Regions from separate parts of the Ovis aries genome. Here region 1 is linked to region 2. A link is a contact called in public Hi-C data. All regions are on one chromosome and are shown on one strand. Each heading gives the region's core, a stretch centred on a gene start, on an enhancer-like site or on the middle of the called end of the contact. The rest is flanking DNA. Distances are from core to core; before and after follow the strand shown. Region 1 overlaps MAP4 (microtubule associated protein 4). Region 2 has its middle 28 kb from the start of CDC25A.

The links. Hi-C and Micro-C count contacts between places; a contact is called where the count stands out from the background.
Region 1: a Hi-C map of hypothalamus shows a contact between it and region 2, with 5 times the contacts expected there. The contact joins two enhancer-like sites. A contact is called at or near these places in 7 of 16 Hi-C or Micro-C datasets (blood, hypothalamus, liver and 3 more).

The regions. Positions count from the first base shown.
Region 1 is chr19:51,911,299-51,915,602 of ARS-UI_Ramb_v3.0, reverse strand. All of the region lies in intron 11 of MAP4 (microtubule associated protein 4), which reads right to left. Among named protein-coding and RNA genes, the nearest start is that of DHX30, 40 kb to the left of the region's middle. Within about 2 kb of position 1,627, at least 21 of the 54 cell types and tissues checked have an H3K27ac peak or open chromatin away from gene starts, as enhancers often do. A contact at or near this core is called in hypothalamus, where this site is marked.
Region 2 is chr19:51,724,387-51,728,844 of ARS-UI_Ramb_v3.0, reverse strand. No RefSeq gene overlaps it. Among named protein-coding and RNA genes, the nearest start is that of CDC25A, 28 kb to the right of the region's middle. Within about 2 kb of position 1,629, at least 24 of the 54 cell types and tissues checked have an H3K27ac peak or open chromatin away from gene starts, as enhancers often do. A contact at or near this core is called in hypothalamus, where this site is marked.

The DNA.
Region 1 (4,304 bases), core at 378-2,877, 190 kb before region 2:
ACAACCCAATTCCCTCACTGTTCACATTCTGTTTTTGCATCTAGGCCAAAAGCCTGAGAGGAAAAGCTAGAGCCGGTGCCCACTGGGCCCCTCACAGGCTGGATCTTTATCACCTTATCTAGGTGCTGCCTTTACACCTTTCCTATCTCAATCTTCCCACACCAGCATGGCCAGTGTCTGGCCAACTTCCAAGTTAGCCCAGCACCGTCCACCTGAGTGCCAAACCATGCCAGGAACAGCCATCGGTGGGGAGATGCCCAGGAAGGACATGAAGCAGGGGAGTCATGTAGGGGGAAAAAACAGGTGCTCTATGTTTGCACCATCATAGCAGAACTGTGCGGCGGGGGCCTCTGTAACCCATGGGCAGGATGGCATGACCACTGAGACGGCAGAGGATGGAGCCTAACAATGAAGAGGGTAAGCAGAGTGGGACTTAATTCAGGTCACAGCGGCAAGGAGAAGGAACTGAATGAACAAGGGAGACCAGGACAGGCAGCTCTCCTCCAGGAGCGGGAGCGAAGCAAGGGGAGCAGCCGTGAGGGCAGAGCCCGCCCGCTGCGGTCTGCCACAGGGGCATGGAAAACGCACAGGGCCTTCTCCACGTGCTGGACGGCAATGGTGGCCAGCGCAGTCCCTCCCAGGAGCGCCCTCTGAGCTCTAGATACGTGTGTCCCCAACACAGACCCTAAGGGTGGCACAGAGCAGCACCATGACAGACAGGATATCTGAATGGGACAGGGAGGGAGAGGAAAATAAAAGGGAACTGGAGGAGAAAGGGGTAGAAAAGGGCAGCAGTGAGGGAAGGAGAGCAGAAAGAAGAGAGGGAGGAGGCGGCAGAGAGAGGAGGAGAAAGAGGAAGCAGGAAAAAGAGAGCAGACCCATGAAAATGAAGGGAAGGCCCAGGAGACGGGGAGGGCCTGGCCACGAACTGCCTGCTCTAGACCAGCAAGGGCTCCAGGACGGGCTCTGGAGGAGTCCTGATGTCTGTCTCCAGGTCAGAACCAATGCATCCCCGGGGCCGACCTGAGACAGACGGCGGGCCAGCTGCTGACCGCATCCCTCAGAACAGGTCTCTGACAGCAAGGCCTCCCACCCACAGGGGCGAAAAGATGCCAAGTGGGTGTCACTGAGCTGTCACTCAGGGGCTCACCAGGGACACCCAGTCTGAACTGATGTGAGCATCAGGGTCTCCCCGAATCCATTCACCCACCAGTGAGGGGGTGGCCCTCTCCCCAGTGCGCCCCATGGGGGGCTTGGCCTCAGACACCAGTGGCCCCGAGCGCATACTTACATTACCACCTCCAGGGACATGCTTAATATTGTCCTTGGAACCACACTTGGACTGAATATGGCTGTAGCTCACTTTTTTGGAGACTATCTGGACCTGGAGTGTTAGAGAACAGAAAAAAAAAAAAAAAAAAAACAACACAAAGGGAGAGGGCTGGTTAGAACCGACGTGGGGCAGGCAGTGAGTCCACACGTGACCATGACGAGCGGCAGATGGTGCTGTTAAAGCCCTACCTCCAGCGGAACAGCTGTGGAAAAGCGCAGGGCAGGGGGCGGGAAGGAGCAGGAAAGAGTGAAAACACGAACAAACAACACAAAGACAGCAGATGTCGCCAGAGTGCTACACGGACATCCTCACCACTCCCGGGGCCAGCTGCTGTCCACAGGGTCCAGACAGCAGTGGCCTCAATCCCCATCCACCACAGCCCACCCGCATCTGTTCTGTCCCCGAGGCTCCTCTCCGCAAGAGTCCTGCTCATCTGGACCCATCCTCACCCAAGGACGGCAGTTCCCTGAAATCTAGGGTCTGGAATCGCTGCAGAAAGACCTGCTCTGGGAAAGCAAAGGCTGCACGGAGAAGCCTGGGGCAGCTGGCTCACAACTCAGATCTGATGCTGCCAGGAAGAAGGACAGCAGAGGCTGCGGGACCTGCGATGCAGAGCCCTGGGCACCAGGGGGCACCACCACAGCCACTGCTACACGACCACGGTGAGCCCGTTTCTCTCAGGGCTGAAGAAAGGATGCTGCAATTGCAGTTAAGCTCTGGTCTTTTTCGATGCCAGGGTAAAACCTCTCCCACGGTCCTCCAGATGCCCAACCTTCTGTGTCCTGTGAGTTTCACGTGCAAAGGGACCAGGTTCTGGGCAGGGCTGCAGTGAGGCACAACTGGAGGGCACGCCCACTGCTGTACACGAACGCTCCACTTGAACAGAGCAACATGAAGGCCCAGGCTCCAAGTGGGACAAAGAATTCTTTTTGAGGCTTCTCAAGAAGGAACAGTTGCCAGCTTCCTTCCTTTCCTTCCTTAGAGCCCATCCCAAGTGACGCAGCCCCTAAACTGGAGAGTTCTCCACAAAGTAGAGAAATCTACCCTGAGATACTCCAACTGTTTCTTGCCTTCTTAACAACATCAGTGATAAAACCACTTTCCTAATGAACCGGGTCTGAACCAGAGGCCTGTTCAGGACCTCTGGGAGGCCCCGGGAACCATGGCACAGCATTCCGCGCCTGCCAACCACATAGAGTCCTTGGCCTGAACCCTCCCATCCTGGTCCCTCAGGGCTGGAACTCAGGCTTCTCTGGCAGCCCCTGACCACCCATCTGCCACAGAGAAGGGCAGAAGGTTCCCAGGGCAAGAGGAGGGTCCTGGCTCCAGGGTGTGGAGGCAAGGGGAAAGAACCTAGCACCTCTACTCACCTCTGCTGTCCACGTAATGCTGCAATCCCTATGCCAAGTGTGTTTTCTACTGGGAAATGGGAATGAGGATGCTAACTTTCAGTTCAGAGGTCCTGGGGGAACCAGGGAAGCTAATTTCACACCCAGCGGTGTGGAGAGGGGCCTTCAGCTGAAATTGAAGCACGGGACTCCAGGGTTCCTGGTGCTGGACGGTTGCCAGTGCTGTGTCTTACTGAGGAAGACGGTGGATGCTATGGGCGTAACAGGTAGGTTTCAGATCAAGGTCAGTGTGAAGGACGTGACTGAAAGTCTTTGCATCCATTTTATCCGCCTGAATAAATATCCCCTAAAGGGCTAATGGGCTCCCAGCTCTGTTAACTTTCAAGGTTATTAGAGAAAATTTTCTGATGCCTGAGTCATCAAACACAGAGGAGGGAACACGGGGAGGAGTAGAAACTAGTTAGGGATAGGGAAAAGGTGCAAAAGAAGGGAAAGTGACTCAGGCTGGAAGAAACAGTTGACCGTCTTTTACCTTCAAGAGGTAAAAGTCTAAATAAAACTCACTTTCCCCGTAGGCGGTTTCTGTGCATTGCCAATTGGGCCGGCTGCTTTAGTGACTGCGTTAGGTTCAGGCTTTCGAGCTGGAGCAGCTGCCTCTGTTTTTTTCTCTACTTTGGCCTGGATGGAGATAAAGGGAGGGCAAATTTCAAACCAAGAGGATAACAGCCCAAATGCTATGAAGGGAAGAAGGCTGAGGGGGACTTGAATCCAGGCCAGGCCACCATGCAGAAGCAGGTCACCCTTGCTCCTAGAAAGAAAACGACCATTTGCCAGGGCAGACCAAGCTGGAAGGAGAGGGGTTGCAAAACAGTCTTGAGATACAAGGAAGAGATCAAGACACCATTCGTGGAGAAGAGGCAGGAAGAAGGGATAAATATGAGCGTGTGCCACGGGTTTCAAATCACAGTCCACCCCTGCCCTGGGCCCCATGTTCTGATGCGCTCCAAGCAAGCTGCCGTGCTCACAGGAAGCCGGTGTTGATGATGGGAAGTGTCACACCCTCAGGTACGTTGGCACAGAAAATACTTTCATCACCAGACTGAGTTATTCAACTCCCCACCAAGACCTGTAGCAAGTTTTGCGCGATGTACGCGTAAGAAGAGCACAGAAGTGGGGAAGGCCATCAACACACAGCGCAACACCTGGCTGTGTACACCAGAGCTACACTCTTGGCACAAGCAACCTTTAGGCCCTCATCCCATCTTCCATAAACATCCTCCAGCAGAACAAGGATTCTGTCTCATTTTGGACCCTCTTCAATTTTTTCAGCAGCTCTGGACTGAAGCAATTTAAATGTCCTACTCTGAGTAGGGGGAGGCAGTGGCAGCGAGCGGTTTAAGCACTAGAGAATGATGCAGGCAATGAGGAGGTTACTGCCCAGAAACTGAGCCTGGACTCTTGCCACCACCTTTTCACACACAGAAGCCCCATGGTTGCTAACAGGTAAATAATTCTGGGGTGGACGCACTCAGAAAGTCCTTCAAGTGAAGAGCATGGTTCTCCACCATGACACTCTCCCACAGTCCTTCTGTTTAGGAAAGCCAGGGATAGAAGAAAGTCAC
Region 2 (4,458 bases), core at 380-2,879:
GTGTGTGGATTTGAACCTCCCCATTTTTAACCCAAGGTCTCAAAAGACTTCGCGATTCTGGTCCATTGGACTGTCAAGTTAATGCAGGTAATCTTGGAAACAGTGGTAACAAGACAGAACTGGAACAAGCTTCTGGCTCTTATGGGCTTCCCTTGTGGCTCAGCTGGTAAAGAATCCGCCTGCAATGTGGAAGACCTGGCTTCGACCCCTGGGTTGGGAAGATCCCCTGGAGAAGGGAAAGAAAGGCTACCCGCTCCAGTATTCTGGCCTGGAAAATTCCATGGACTGTACAGTCCATGGGGGTCACAAAGAGTCAGACACGACTGAGTGACTTTCACTTTGGCTAATTATAGACCACTGCAAAGTGTGACCCTCTTGGCTTGGCTTTTGTTGAATTTGAAGATCCTGGAGGTGCAGATGATGCTGTCTGAGAGCTAGACAGAACACTGTGGCTGCCAAGGAAGAGCGGAGCTCTCAAATGGTGAAAAGAGAAGCAGAAATCATGGCCCACCTCCTTCTTGGGGTTGTTGCCCTCCAGATGATTACGGGAGGAGTCCTTCATCTCCATGCACATCTCCAAGATGGAGATGCTTCTTCTGCAGCCAGAGCAGGTCCCTTTCTAGAGACAGAAGAGAGAGATCACTGTCTCAGGAGAGAAATCACAAGCTGTCTGGTTCTTTCTAGATCTTTCTAGACCTAGCAGGTCTAGGTCAAATGAAAGGAAATAGACCTCTGAAGTCCAGAAAGGCACACAGCTAGTTAGGGGCAGAGCCAGGATTGAAACATAGATCTTCTTATTTCTTGGTTAGGGCCTAGCATTTGGTCAGGACCACCCAAGAGGGAAGGGATTAGATACTGAAGACTGAGATGGATTCTGGTCCGTGTCATCCAAAATAAACTACAATGAAGTATAGAGAGACCTAACAAAGATCAGTTGTTCTTCCATGACTACTTTGACGTATTTATTGAAAAAGTATACACTGATAACCCACCTGAATCCTCTTTTTGTTTCCCCTTTTGGTGTCCCTGCTTTGTGGTACACGAAGCATACTTTCAAACTAGGCTACTAGGAATTGCAGGCTGAAAAGGGAGCCACAGCTTTGCCTGCACTGGAGCAGAGAGGACGGTCTTGAATGCAGCTGGAAGCCAGGGAGCGGTGGGGGGCTCCTGGAGACCCGCAGCTCCTCCCAGTCGCTGATTCCGGGAAGAGCGGCTGGAAGGCAGATGCTTGAGGAGGTTAACTTTGGGGCACCGTCGCCACCTGGTGGCGTAGCCTGGTTATTGCCGCGATCGCGCCTACAAGCCCAGAGAAAGGAGAGAACAAAGGAAATGTGGGCGGAGGCGCCAGGCTGGGGGATTTGACTTTGCCGCAAGAATTGCTGAACCCCCTTGTCCATCCCTGGAAGGTGCTAGCCTCCGAAGAGCTGATCTCTTGGTTCTCAGAGTGTGCAAACAGGGAGCCCTGGGCCTTACACGACTTCCAGGCGTCATCACATGGAAATTAGAAAGACCACAGTCTTGAGGTCTTAGAATCACCAAGGTAATCCCCACCCCCCATCCCTGCCGCTAGGTCACTGCCCGAGATCACCCAGCTCCAGTAGCTGTTCCCGCCTCCGCCTCCGCCCCCGCCCAATGTGGGCAGCCTTTGTTCACCAAAGTCTCAGCGACATTCCGGCCCCAGGCGGCGGAGTTTACATCTCTGTGGCCCTCCCTTGGGGGCACTGGGCCTTCGGACCCACGCCCTCTCCCCCCCTCTCCCCGCTGGAGCTGACCTCCCTCCCGCCTCCTGCTCCCCTTCTCTCGGGTCTCCGCCGCCACAGAGACCTCTGTCCTACACCAGTCCTTTCAACTGCCGTTTGCACATCTGGGACAAGTTGCTGTCCCCAGTGTGGATACTTCTCCGGGGCAATCCCCTCGCGTTCACCCCCTGACCACCCAGAATCTGTACAGTCCACTGTCTTAACCCGCCCTGTCCACGTAGGCGGTGCTCAGCACTGCTGTTTCCTCGTACATTTTCTTTCGAAATAACATCATACTTCGAGAAAAGTCGCAAAAATAGTACAAAGAAGTCCCTTACCCGCTTTGGTGGTGATTAAGTCTCTAAGTCATGTCCGACTCTTGGGACCCCATGGACTGTAGCCCATCAGGCTCCTCTGTCCTTGGGATTTTCCAGGCAAGAATGCTGAAATGTGTTGACATTTCCTTCGCCAGGGGATATTCCGGACCCAGGAATCGAACCCGGGTCTCCTGCATTGCAGGCGGATTCCTGCATTGCAGGCAGATTCTTTACCGACTGTGGAGGTACCACTGAGCTGCAGGAGAAGCCCTACCCTCCTTACTGAGAGTTATTTATTTTTAACATTTGCCCCATTTGCTTTCTTATCCTTTGTTTCCATCACACACACACACACACACTCTTAGTTAGAGTTTATTAAACCATCTGGAAGTAGGTTACATCATAGTCCTTAACCTTCAGTGTCATTTCCTAAAAATAAGGATATCCTTATATAATTATAAAATTCAGAAAATGTAACATTGAGACAATATTTTAACCTAATTAATACTGTGTATTTCAGCTTGGATAATTGTCCCCAAAATGTCCTGTCTAGCACTTTTTGTTTCTGTTTTGTCCCAGACTCAATTCAGGTTCACATATTTCATTTACTTGTCATGTCTCGAGTCTCCTTAATCTGAAAAGTTAGCCTCTATTGTGTGTGACACTGATATTTATGAGGGATACAGGTCAGTAATTTTATAAAGTTCCTCAGTGCACATACTTCCTTTCCTCCTGTATTTTTTGCTCTAAGTGCCAAAGGTCTTCCCAGTGACCTTTGTGAAAGGCACTCAGTCGGTCTCTTACCCCATGGAATAGTCCATGGAATTCTCCAGGTCAGAATACTGGAGTGGGTAGCTGTTTCCTTCTCCAGGGGATCTTCCTGACCCAGGAATTGAACCGGGGTCTCTTGCATTGCAGGCGGATTCTTTACCAGCTGAGCCACCAGGGAGGCCCAAGGTGATGCTAGTGGTAAAGAACCCACCTGCCAGAGCAGGCAGACCTGAGACACGGGTTTGATCCCTGGGTTGGGAAGGCCCCCTGGAGGAGGGCGTGGCAACCCACTCCAGGATTCTTGCCTGGGAAATCCCATGGACAGAGGAGCCTGGCGGGCTACAGTGCATAGGGTTGCGGAGTCGCACACATGCCAAGGGTCTACCCAGTTCCTCAGTTTAGGAGTGAGGGCCCCCCCTCCCCCGCCAGCCTCACCAGATCCTCACGCCTACTGCCCTTCTCTCCAGTGCCCTTATCTCTCCTCACCAGCCAGCCAGCCTCTGCTCTGCCCTCAGCGACTGGACTGCTTCTCACAAGCTGGTTGTTTAAAGTGTTGTCCTGCAGCATCAGGAGCGCTTGTTAGAAATGCAGACTTTAGGCCCCAGCCCTACGGAGTCAGAATCCTTTTAACCTGTTCCTCTTGCGTTTCTTTGAGAAGTCCTGCTCTGACATCCCTGAAGCAGAGCCCCCAGCTCCACATTGAAGGAATGTCCCTCTTCACTGCCCCTGACCCCTAGACCTCGTTCTTGCCTCCCTACGTTCAATGAATGCATGCTGTCACCTTTGTGGCATTTAGTTATTCCTGGGATGCCCTCTCCTGAGACTTCAAGATGAGGCTTAAAGGTCACCTCTTGTATGCTTCCTATCACTCCTCTTGGGTGCCATTTCCTCTGAACCTGTCTTTTATTGTAGCTTCTGTTATACCCAAGTGTTACTCCCAAAGGCTCCTGATCTTTAAGTGACTATTCCATTCATTAGTCAGTGAGCTTTCTGAAGGCGAACCTGCATCGTATCCACCTCCTTATCTCCAGGGCCTGGCACAATTCGAATGTCTGTTGAATGAGCACATAATAGAAACAGCTCTTTGTGGGTTTCCCTGGTGGCCCAGTGGCTTAGAATCCGCTTTGACAATGCAGGGCACGCGGGTTTGATCCCGGGCCCAGGAAGACCCCACGTTTCTAGGTAACTAAGCCCACGCATCGCAGCTGTTCAGCCTAAGTGCCCTAGAGCCCATGCTCCGCAACAAGAGGCCACTGTGATGAGAAGCCCCTATCTGCCGCCCTCAAACAGCAAGAAGTACCCAGTGCAGTAAAAAACAAAACAACACAACCCAGCTCTTCTTCCACGTATAAGTCCTCCTTCCCAGTAGACCTGAAGTGGGTATCGGGGTATCCAAATGTTGGGACAGAGGTGGCCACAGGGCACCTCAATGGCCCTTTGTGATCCCTGAGATCAGGCCCCGGAGAGAAGCGGCTTACTTCCAGGTTCCTTTCTGGAGAGGTTGATCTGGTGAGTCACTACTAACTCATGACCTTCCTGGACAAGTGCCCTTACGTGGTTGTGTGAGCGGCAGAGTAGTCAAAACCAGAGTTACAGATGAATGCACACAGGATGGAGAGACTTAGGTGAAG